2 separate regions of the Arachis hypogaea genome follow, and region 1 is linked to region 2. Evidence: chromatin contacts called from public Hi-C data. All regions are on one chromosome and are shown on one strand. Each heading gives the region's core, a stretch centred on a gene start, on an enhancer-like site or on the middle of the called end of the contact. The rest is flanking DNA. Distances are from core to core; before and after follow the strand shown.

Region 1 (4,678 bases), core at 525-3,024, 65 kb after region 2:
ACGTTGGGGACAAAAACGATACTTTGCTCTTATTTTTATTTTCTACCCATTACATAGTGTTAATTTTTTTAACATATAAATAATATAAAAAAAATACTATCTATAAATAAAATATCAGTTATTAAATTAGTCACGGTCTATTTGATATGAATATATGTTGTTTATACATTTTTTATATTCAAATATATATTTTAACAAATAACTAATTTAATAATTAATTTTTTATATACAAATAATATAATAACATAATTGAAAGAATTTGCTAAAGATAATGTATGATAAAATCATAATAAAATTTTTAGCACAAATGAAATAATAATTTATAAACTTATGAATTAAATTTTGTATTTTGTACACTTTTCAACTCCAGTGAGAATAAAAAAAAACCAAGTATTAAAATTAAAAATAGACTATAATCCAACCCCAAAATTCAGTTTGAAAAATGAAGGAAGAAAAACACTTGTAAATATAGAGTCATTTTCAAAGAACAGGGGAGTTTTAATAAAAGGATACTGTTGTTTTGCCAGCATGACAAAGGGACAAAAAATGGCACCATAGTTTAGGTGACACTTAGAGGCATGATTGAATAAGCAGTGGGAAAAGAATGCACGCACTTGATCATTGGTTTACGTCTCCAGAGAGTTGGAGATCTTATATAAAACACTATTCAATGCTGATAACGTTACCTGTAGCCAAGTTTCTCTATCCACTGATTTGAAGTCATCTCTTATATATAAAAGCGCCCCCGATATCACCCCTACAAATAAAAAAAACAGAGAATGAACTGATAATTAGAGCTAGCTAGCTAGTGATTTGAACTCTGAGAGACCTAGCTTGTTAGAGATTAAATTATTTAATTATTTTTCTAATTGGTTTAAATTATTAAACAAATAATTTTATGATAATATAGATGTAAAAATCTTTCCTAATTTAACCTTAATTACCATCCATGTAGATATGTTTAGTATTCACTTGGATGTTTTGATTAATCTATACATGACTATAATAAAAATTCAAAAATGCTATTTGTACACCACTATTAAAATCAGCCACTAATATATGTGCGGTTTAATTTATTTTCAATATGTATTTATATTCCAACATGTATTTTATATTGATAGCGGAGCTTACTTTGGTGGCTGATTTTGGTGTATATGTAGCATTATTTAAGTTAATATATGCATGAAATTGAAAAGATTGGTGAAGAGAAACAAACCAGTGTCATAACCAAAGAGAAGGCCACCAATTCCAGCGGAGAAAGCAAGGCGAAGGACATAAGGATTCTTATGGGAGAGAGACAAGCATTCTCTGAAGGCAGATGCATCAGCTTCTACCATTCCTCCTTCCATCTTGCTCTCTATTAATTGTTATTAATTCTTCAAACACAACTATAGAGTAGGGAAGGGAAGAGAAGATACTAGACATAAAAGCTTAATAAGTGAAGTGAGAGTGATGAGTATACGAGAGTGTGACAACTCTATTTATAGTGGGAAATGGGTGCATGCGTTTGGGCGAATGATGAGTAGAGATTCATACAAGCTAAGCATACTTTGAGTTTACGGTCACACAAAATATATAATATTTTGACTAACTACAGTTTAGAAGAGGAAAATTGAAATTGAATAAATGATTTGGAATTATTAGATTAATTTATGTGGGAATTAGAAGGGACAGGTCATGGGCAAACGAGAACAGTCTAATGCTTTTTCTTATCCAGCCGACGGATCGGAGAAGAGTGCCACGGATCCTGGGGACCCAAACCCCAAGCTTTGCACGCCACATATTCCTTTAACCATATATATATATATATATATGGAATGCAACTATTAAAATTAAATGCATTACATTAATTAAATAATATATTTTATTCAGCATTCTAACTTTGATTCTTTGCTGTCTATCATCCTTCCTTGGTATTTCTTTTAATTTGTAACCTTCATAAATATCTTAAACAAACAAGACTAGAAGAAATTAAAATATATCAATGTAACATGATGCCATGCAATTACTGATTCATAATATATACACAAATAAAGAACCATTTTACTTTTCATATAAGAACTGTTGACAATGATATTAGACATTTTATGGAGATGACGAGTGGCATATGCGTGCTCCCGTGAATAGATAATTATTTATTTTGTGGGGTGCGTTTTTCTTAAAGTAAAAGGAGATTTGATTTGATCATTAGTTTGTGGATTTCTTTATCGAGCTATATATTCTTGCTTCTTCAACAATGAAAAAGATGGACATTACTTGATAAGTCTCATGTGTCATAGAGCGACTCAGAGACGCAGGAGTGAGGACAAATTCCAAACGACTTCATCGGGAGCAAAAATAAAATCACAAACCAAAAAATACTTCAAGTTTGCAGAATATTTATGTGTACACTGTGTATTTCATTTATTTTTGAGTCACATTTTTACTTTTTAGAAATGTGAATCGTAATAAATACATACTTATAAGAAAACTCTAAGGACATTTATTAAAAATGAAAAATATATATTTTTTGTCAATATTAAAAGATTCAAAATCTTATCTGTTTCATAAACAAAAATATAGGTAGATAATGAGAATATTAAATAATATGAACAATGGATATGTCGGATATTCAATTCAATAGGTATGCAAATGATTATATTCATTATTTTAATTGGATGGTTATTTCTTTTGATTTGATTTACTCATGCACAGTTAATAATAGCTGGATGTTTAATTCAATAGGTGTGCAGATGGTTATCCTAATGGTTTAAGAGGTAATTTAGGAATAGAATGATTTTTTTACTTTATTTGATTAATTCTAGAGCCCATTGTTCATATTATTTACAAAAATCATTGTCTATCTAGCAAAACCAAAAAAAAAAAAGATTATTTTCTTGTTTATTAGCAAGTGCTCTAAAGATTTTTTTGCTCGATTTTGCTAGGTAGACAATAATTTTTGTGAACAATGTAAACAATGAATTCTAGAATTGACCTAATAAAATAAAAAAATACTCCACCTCCAAATTACCTCCTAAATTCTAACACTAGGATAATCATCTGCACACCTAATAAATTTAACATTCAATTATGGTTAATTGTACACGAGTAAACCGAATCAAAACGAATAACGACCATCCAACTAAGAATCAACATAATTATCTGTATACCTATTGAATTGACATCCAATATATCCATTGTTCACATTATTTAGTATTCTTATTGTGATCTTTCATCAGTAGTCAATTACGTATAAGAAATTCTTTGATAATTTTCTTTTTCAGTAAAGATTTAACTTATACCACTGTATATAAAAGCTGATGTTCTCCCTATATATTGGAATGTTGAAAAATGGTATCCTCATAATTACCGGAAGGGCTGAAACTCTAAATTTGCGGAGGAAACAAATATATAATGGACAAATGGCCACTAAGAAAATCATATATAGTTTGTCCTTATATGACAATGTGGGATTCCTTTGATCGGCAATCAATGGAATGAGATTCGAGTGGATGTTTAGGTGTGAGCTTTTATGTGACCAAAAGTGAGAGAATCGAGACCATGATGATAAGTTGAGTTCAAACAAGCTAAGTATCTATAGTGATATAATGTCAAATAAATCATACCTTTTCCTTTTGTTGTTTCTAATCAAATACTAACTTTTTTCATTTGGTTTCCTATATATGTGAACTTAGCTTCAACATAATTGTAATTATTATTGTAGCTTATTAAGATTAAGGATAATATCATCAGTGTTGACAATTCCCTTCATTCAACTACTGACTTTTCTAACTTCAAGCTCTTCAATTAATCCGTGGCTCTGTTGAAACGAGTTACATGTGTATAGTTTATATTTATAATATTATAATAAATATTAATAAGAGAGTCAGTAGTCAAATGGTTTGAAATGGCTTATACTATATTATTTTATTATTAAATTAATAATGTAACTCAAATTTCACATGATTTGAACACAAGTCACCAATTAAAACCAAAATCGTGGTGATGAGGGTAATGCCCTCCCTCGATATTGATTAACAGGGCCCCAGGGGGTTTAACGTCGCTGATTCAAATTTTTAATAGTAAAAACAACATTTCAAACTACTACTTTTTAATAAAAGGGCTAGTTTGTTTGGCTTATGTTGTCCATCAGCGTAAAATGGAGTGAGCGGTGTTAGAAGTTGCCGATTTGGAGAGAAGCGTGAAATAATTAATTAATTAATTAGTCAAATGTATATTCTATTCCTAATCAAATTATAACACCACCAACGTCATCCTTGGTTTATTTTTGGAGTTTTCTAGTTTTCATGGTAGTTAGAGTCTGGCTTTGATGGATCCTACTTATATTAATTAATATAACCGTGACGGGATATGTGCGTATAAATGTTTAATGGTGGTCACTCTAATAAAGTTGGCAATTTCAACTTTTTGTAAAGATGTTTTTCATTTTGGGGTTGATATTGATTTAAAAGCGTGTCATTAAAAGTGTTGCTTTTAAAGAGAAAGTGTTACCCTTAATCGTTAAATTGGCTCTGATACCAATTTTTTAAAGTCGACTTTTCTTTTAATTTCTTTTTCAAAATTTCTATTAACTCTTCATATTTTACTTCAAATAAGTTTATAATTTGTATAGATTCAATTGGTGGTGTTTTATTTAAATAATTTGCAAATTTATAATCTAAAGTATTGACCCTTATTT
Region 2 (4,085 bases), core at 1,026-3,525:
TCTCACTCTCACAGAGTGTACGAATTGGGAGAAGAAAGAAGGGGGTTAGTTTCCTTAACTTCATTCGTTTTTTAGTTTTAGCCTTTTAGGGTTTTCATATTCTTTTTTACTAAATAAAGCACAAAATTTAATAATCGATTTAATGGTTAAATTTTTAGTGTATAAAATTAATTTTTATATTGTTCCGATTATTTTATACCGTAACATAGCTAGTATATATATATTTAGAATCTTTTAATTTATTTGTGCATTGCACGAATCTTTTACTAGTATATATATATTTGAAATCTGTTGTAATGTATTAAACACCAGCATAAAGGTTTTATGTTTGTTAAGAGTATATAACTAATAAAAATTATTATATTTTATCAATATTTAGCTAACTTTAAACTAAAGATATTAAATTATAAATATTAAATTTTAATAATAAAAAAATAAAATATTGACTAATATCAATAAAAAATATTCGTCTCATGATATATATTTTTTGTTAGTTAATAAGAAAAAGAGAGTATAATAAGACTGGATTATCTTAATTATTATAAATAAATAATTTATTTGAGATTTAGTTAATATGTGTTTTAAAAGTATATGATAAGTTTATTATTAGTAAAAATTTTAAATATTTTCGTTTAATAAATACAAAATAAATACATTAAAAATTTAAATTTTTCATATTTTTAATAAAAAATGTTATTTTATAATCTTAATATGTGTTCTTAGAGAACATAATTTATTTATTATAGATATATGATTTAAGAGTACATGATAAAATATTATGAGTAAAACTTTTTAAATTATTTTTTTAATAAATACATTAAAAATTTTCAAGTTGTAACCTTAAAATATGTTTTTAGCGCATTAGCTAAATTCATTTATTATTTCGTGTGAGTTTTGAAAGTGAAGGGGCAAAGCAAAATTCTCCAATCAGAAACCTTACGATGCAACTAGATCCTAAAAAGAAATGTTCAAATGAATCAATCATCCAATTTGTAATTTTCCAATCATCATAAAAATCTAAAATAATATTTACAGTCCAAAGAAGAAAGTCATGATTTGAAAGTAGACAGGTTTCTTAACCATGTTGTTCTCTGTCTCCACTCTCCACGAATTAATTATTTTTGTATTAAAAAGGTGAAATAATTAATTTCCAAAATGAGAAAGATAGTTGACTTAAGAATGAAGGAGCCACAAGCAATCAAAAAGATTTCTATCGTAGTTGGAATATGCTAGAAAGCCGTATGTGAATGAAAGATAGCAGGCCGCATGCAAATGAAAGTTGACTCAAAAAGCTCGAAACCAATTCATGCTTTATCTTGCTTTCCTAAGTTTATCCAATTTCTCTGTCAGAAAAAAAAATGTTTATCCAATTTCTAGAGGCCTCGACTTGAATCTCGTACCATAATTTAAATTAGTAAGTAATTAATCAATGAAAAAGTCTAGAGGATCAGTAACTTTTATGTTTTTTGGCCAGTACTTAACCATCAAAATAAAAATGAGTGATTTTTCACCATTAGATATAATGTCACACCATTAAAAATACTATTGATGATCAATTAATGATTACAAAACACCAAAATTGCTGGCCCCTTAACATTTTTCTTAATCAAATACTAATAATCCTTAATTTTCGTTTGTTTTTCCCTTTTGTTTGCATTGAAAAAGTAGTGTGGACTATTTGTTATAAATTTCTTAAAAACATAAAGATTAAATTGTGTATGGATGGGTCATTTTCAAATTGATGAAGCAAAAGACGGGCACAAACAGTTATTAGCGTTGAACACTTGGTCAGTTAGATGAGGGAAGAATAGGGGTAGCATAAGAACACTTTATAGGGTCAAAATTAAGACAAGTCAAGGAATTGAAGGAAACCCAGTTGCAATTGACCTAAGCCATAGGTACAATAACGCTATCACAGCATGAATATTGAATACTGCTTCACGTTATCATGGTTTCTGTTTCTTCGTAAGATTCCACTTCTCTAACTAATGATTCTCCAATGCAATGCTACTGTATATATATATGCAAACACCCGTACACAAACAAGAAATTACAAATCAGTATTTCCTTAAAAAAAAAGATCATGTACACTGGTGGGATGTGATGTGATGTAATAAGTTTTCTGTTCTGGCGTTGTACTAGGGAAAATAAATAAATAAAGGGTAAGGGTAAAAATTATTACCCCCCAGTAAGGCCCATTTATGAGGGTGTAGAGGTATAGTTAAGTGGGCCAGGCTTCCATTCACATGATTTTGAATGTTGGGCCTAAAAGAGGAACTATGTGGACAGTGATTCCTATAGCTACACATCCAAATATAGTTCTTCTATAACGAACTTTTCCACCGCTTCTAACAGTGCCTTAAAAAAAAGAAAAGAAAATTGAAAAAACGTTATTGAGCAATGAGCATGGTAGGACTAGTAGGAAAACCTGAGACTGATGAATGAACAATAGAAAATAGTAATGGAGATGGTGTGAGAAAATAGAAACCTCGTGGGTGACATTATTATTTTTCAAATGATTGAATTGGGGATGAGCTGTTCTTGATGAATGTAGGTCCAGTATTATTCGTCTGGCCTACGACATATCTACCATGTAATCTACCTATTTGTCTTGTATCCCCTAAAGTAAACTAGTACTTCTTTTCTGCCTCTCTGTCTCAGAGCCTACACATTCATTCTTTGTAGAATGTGAACTCTTTTAAATCATTTGAATTTTAATACCAAAAAGAAAATCATTTGAATTTCATAAATTTAGGTAGGGAGGGAAGTATCTTGGCCCACCCTGATCAAATCATACTAGGTTATTCTTCACTGAAACTTAGTGGATCAAGCCCAATTTCCAATGTTGTCCAAAATGAAATAAAACTGGAAAAACTAAACCAAGTAAAGGGCCGGGAATCTTCCGAAAACAAAAAAGCATCCTTCGTCTAAAAATTGTTAGTACTGTAATCTATAAATGAATGTAATATTCGATGAACTTATATTTGATTGGAATTTTCTTTCCTTTATTTAAAGTAATTGCTTGACTATGTTAGGATTCATCTTATGAATGAAAATAAAAAATATACACTAATTACTATAATAAAATATCCTATAGACCCTATTGATTGATAAACAATTAAACATTATGGGAGCAACCTGGATGAGAATGACAATGTACAGAGAGCATAGTTATCAAATCCGGATCGGCCAGTTCGACCGAATGATAAATCGAACCTTAAATCGATTCGAATTAACATTTGAACCGAAAATTCGGTCTAAATTGAGATTCGAACCGAAACGGGTCAACCGCTGATGTCAGTATCACATTGAGAATATACACTACTGTTGGGGTTTGAACTTGAGTCATTTAAGTTGCAAAAGAGCCCTTGCAACCACTAGGACAAATTTTCTCTGTGTTATATGGTGTGTTTTAATAAATATATTACAATTATTACAAACTATTAGACATATCCTAATTAATCACTTGTGTATTAATTCTTTTTGTCATGTAAATTTAAGATATTTTTTATCTTTTTATTCTAATAAATAGTATTCATATTAATTTATTTTATTTTTTATTTTATACTTACTTTTTTAAAAAATATTTATTTTTTAATTATATATAATTATTAAAATAAAAATTAAACTTTATTAAATATCTTTAAATTAAAAAAGATAAAAAAAAATTTTATTAATCAATGATATATTTTTGTTTTTGATCATTATATAACATCTATTAATACTAATATTTTTTAACATATATTTAAATAATGTAATAGATACTAATTAATTAATGAATTAGAAAATAAGTTAATTTGATATAAAAAATTAAATTTTATATAATTAATTAATTATGATCAGGTCAACCGGTTGAACTTGTGATCCACCGGTTGAATCAGTGATTCAGTAATCTAGTAACCTGACCGGGTCGATTGTCGGATCGGTTCTGATAACTATGGTATAGAGGACAAGTGGAGAACCGCCTCAAAAGAATAAAAGAAAATCTTCCCTTTAACACTAAAGTCTAAACTATGACCAAACCATGTTTGTTTGGATTTATGAAAACCAAAACCAGGAGAACAAGATGTAGAGCGCCAGCCCCA

Evidence for each region. Hi-C and Micro-C count contacts between places; a contact is called where the count stands out from the background.
Region 1: a contact with region 2 is called in a Hi-C map of leaf, with 6 times the contacts expected there. The contact joins the promoter of LOC112734775 here to the enhancer-like site in region 2. A contact is called at or near these places in 5 of 8 Hi-C or Micro-C datasets (leaf and an unstated tissue).

The regions. Positions count from the first base shown.
Region 1 is chr3:141,623,402-141,628,079 of arahy.Tifrunner.gnm2.J5K5, forward strand. It overlaps LOC112734775 (probable inositol transporter 2), which reads right to left and starts at 1,775. Exons shown (of 4, transcript XM_025784228.3): 1 at 1,217-1,775; 2 at 687-757. The coding sequence starts at 1,349.
Region 2 is chr3:141,557,481-141,561,565 of arahy.Tifrunner.gnm2.J5K5, forward strand. It overlaps LOC112734773, which reads left to right. Exons shown (of 8, transcript XM_072233718.1): 8 at 1-242. Among protein-coding and RNA genes, the nearest start is that of LOC112734773, 6.2 kb to the left of the region's middle. Within about 2 kb of position 2,276, at least 3 of the 3 cell types and tissues checked have open chromatin away from gene starts, as enhancers often do.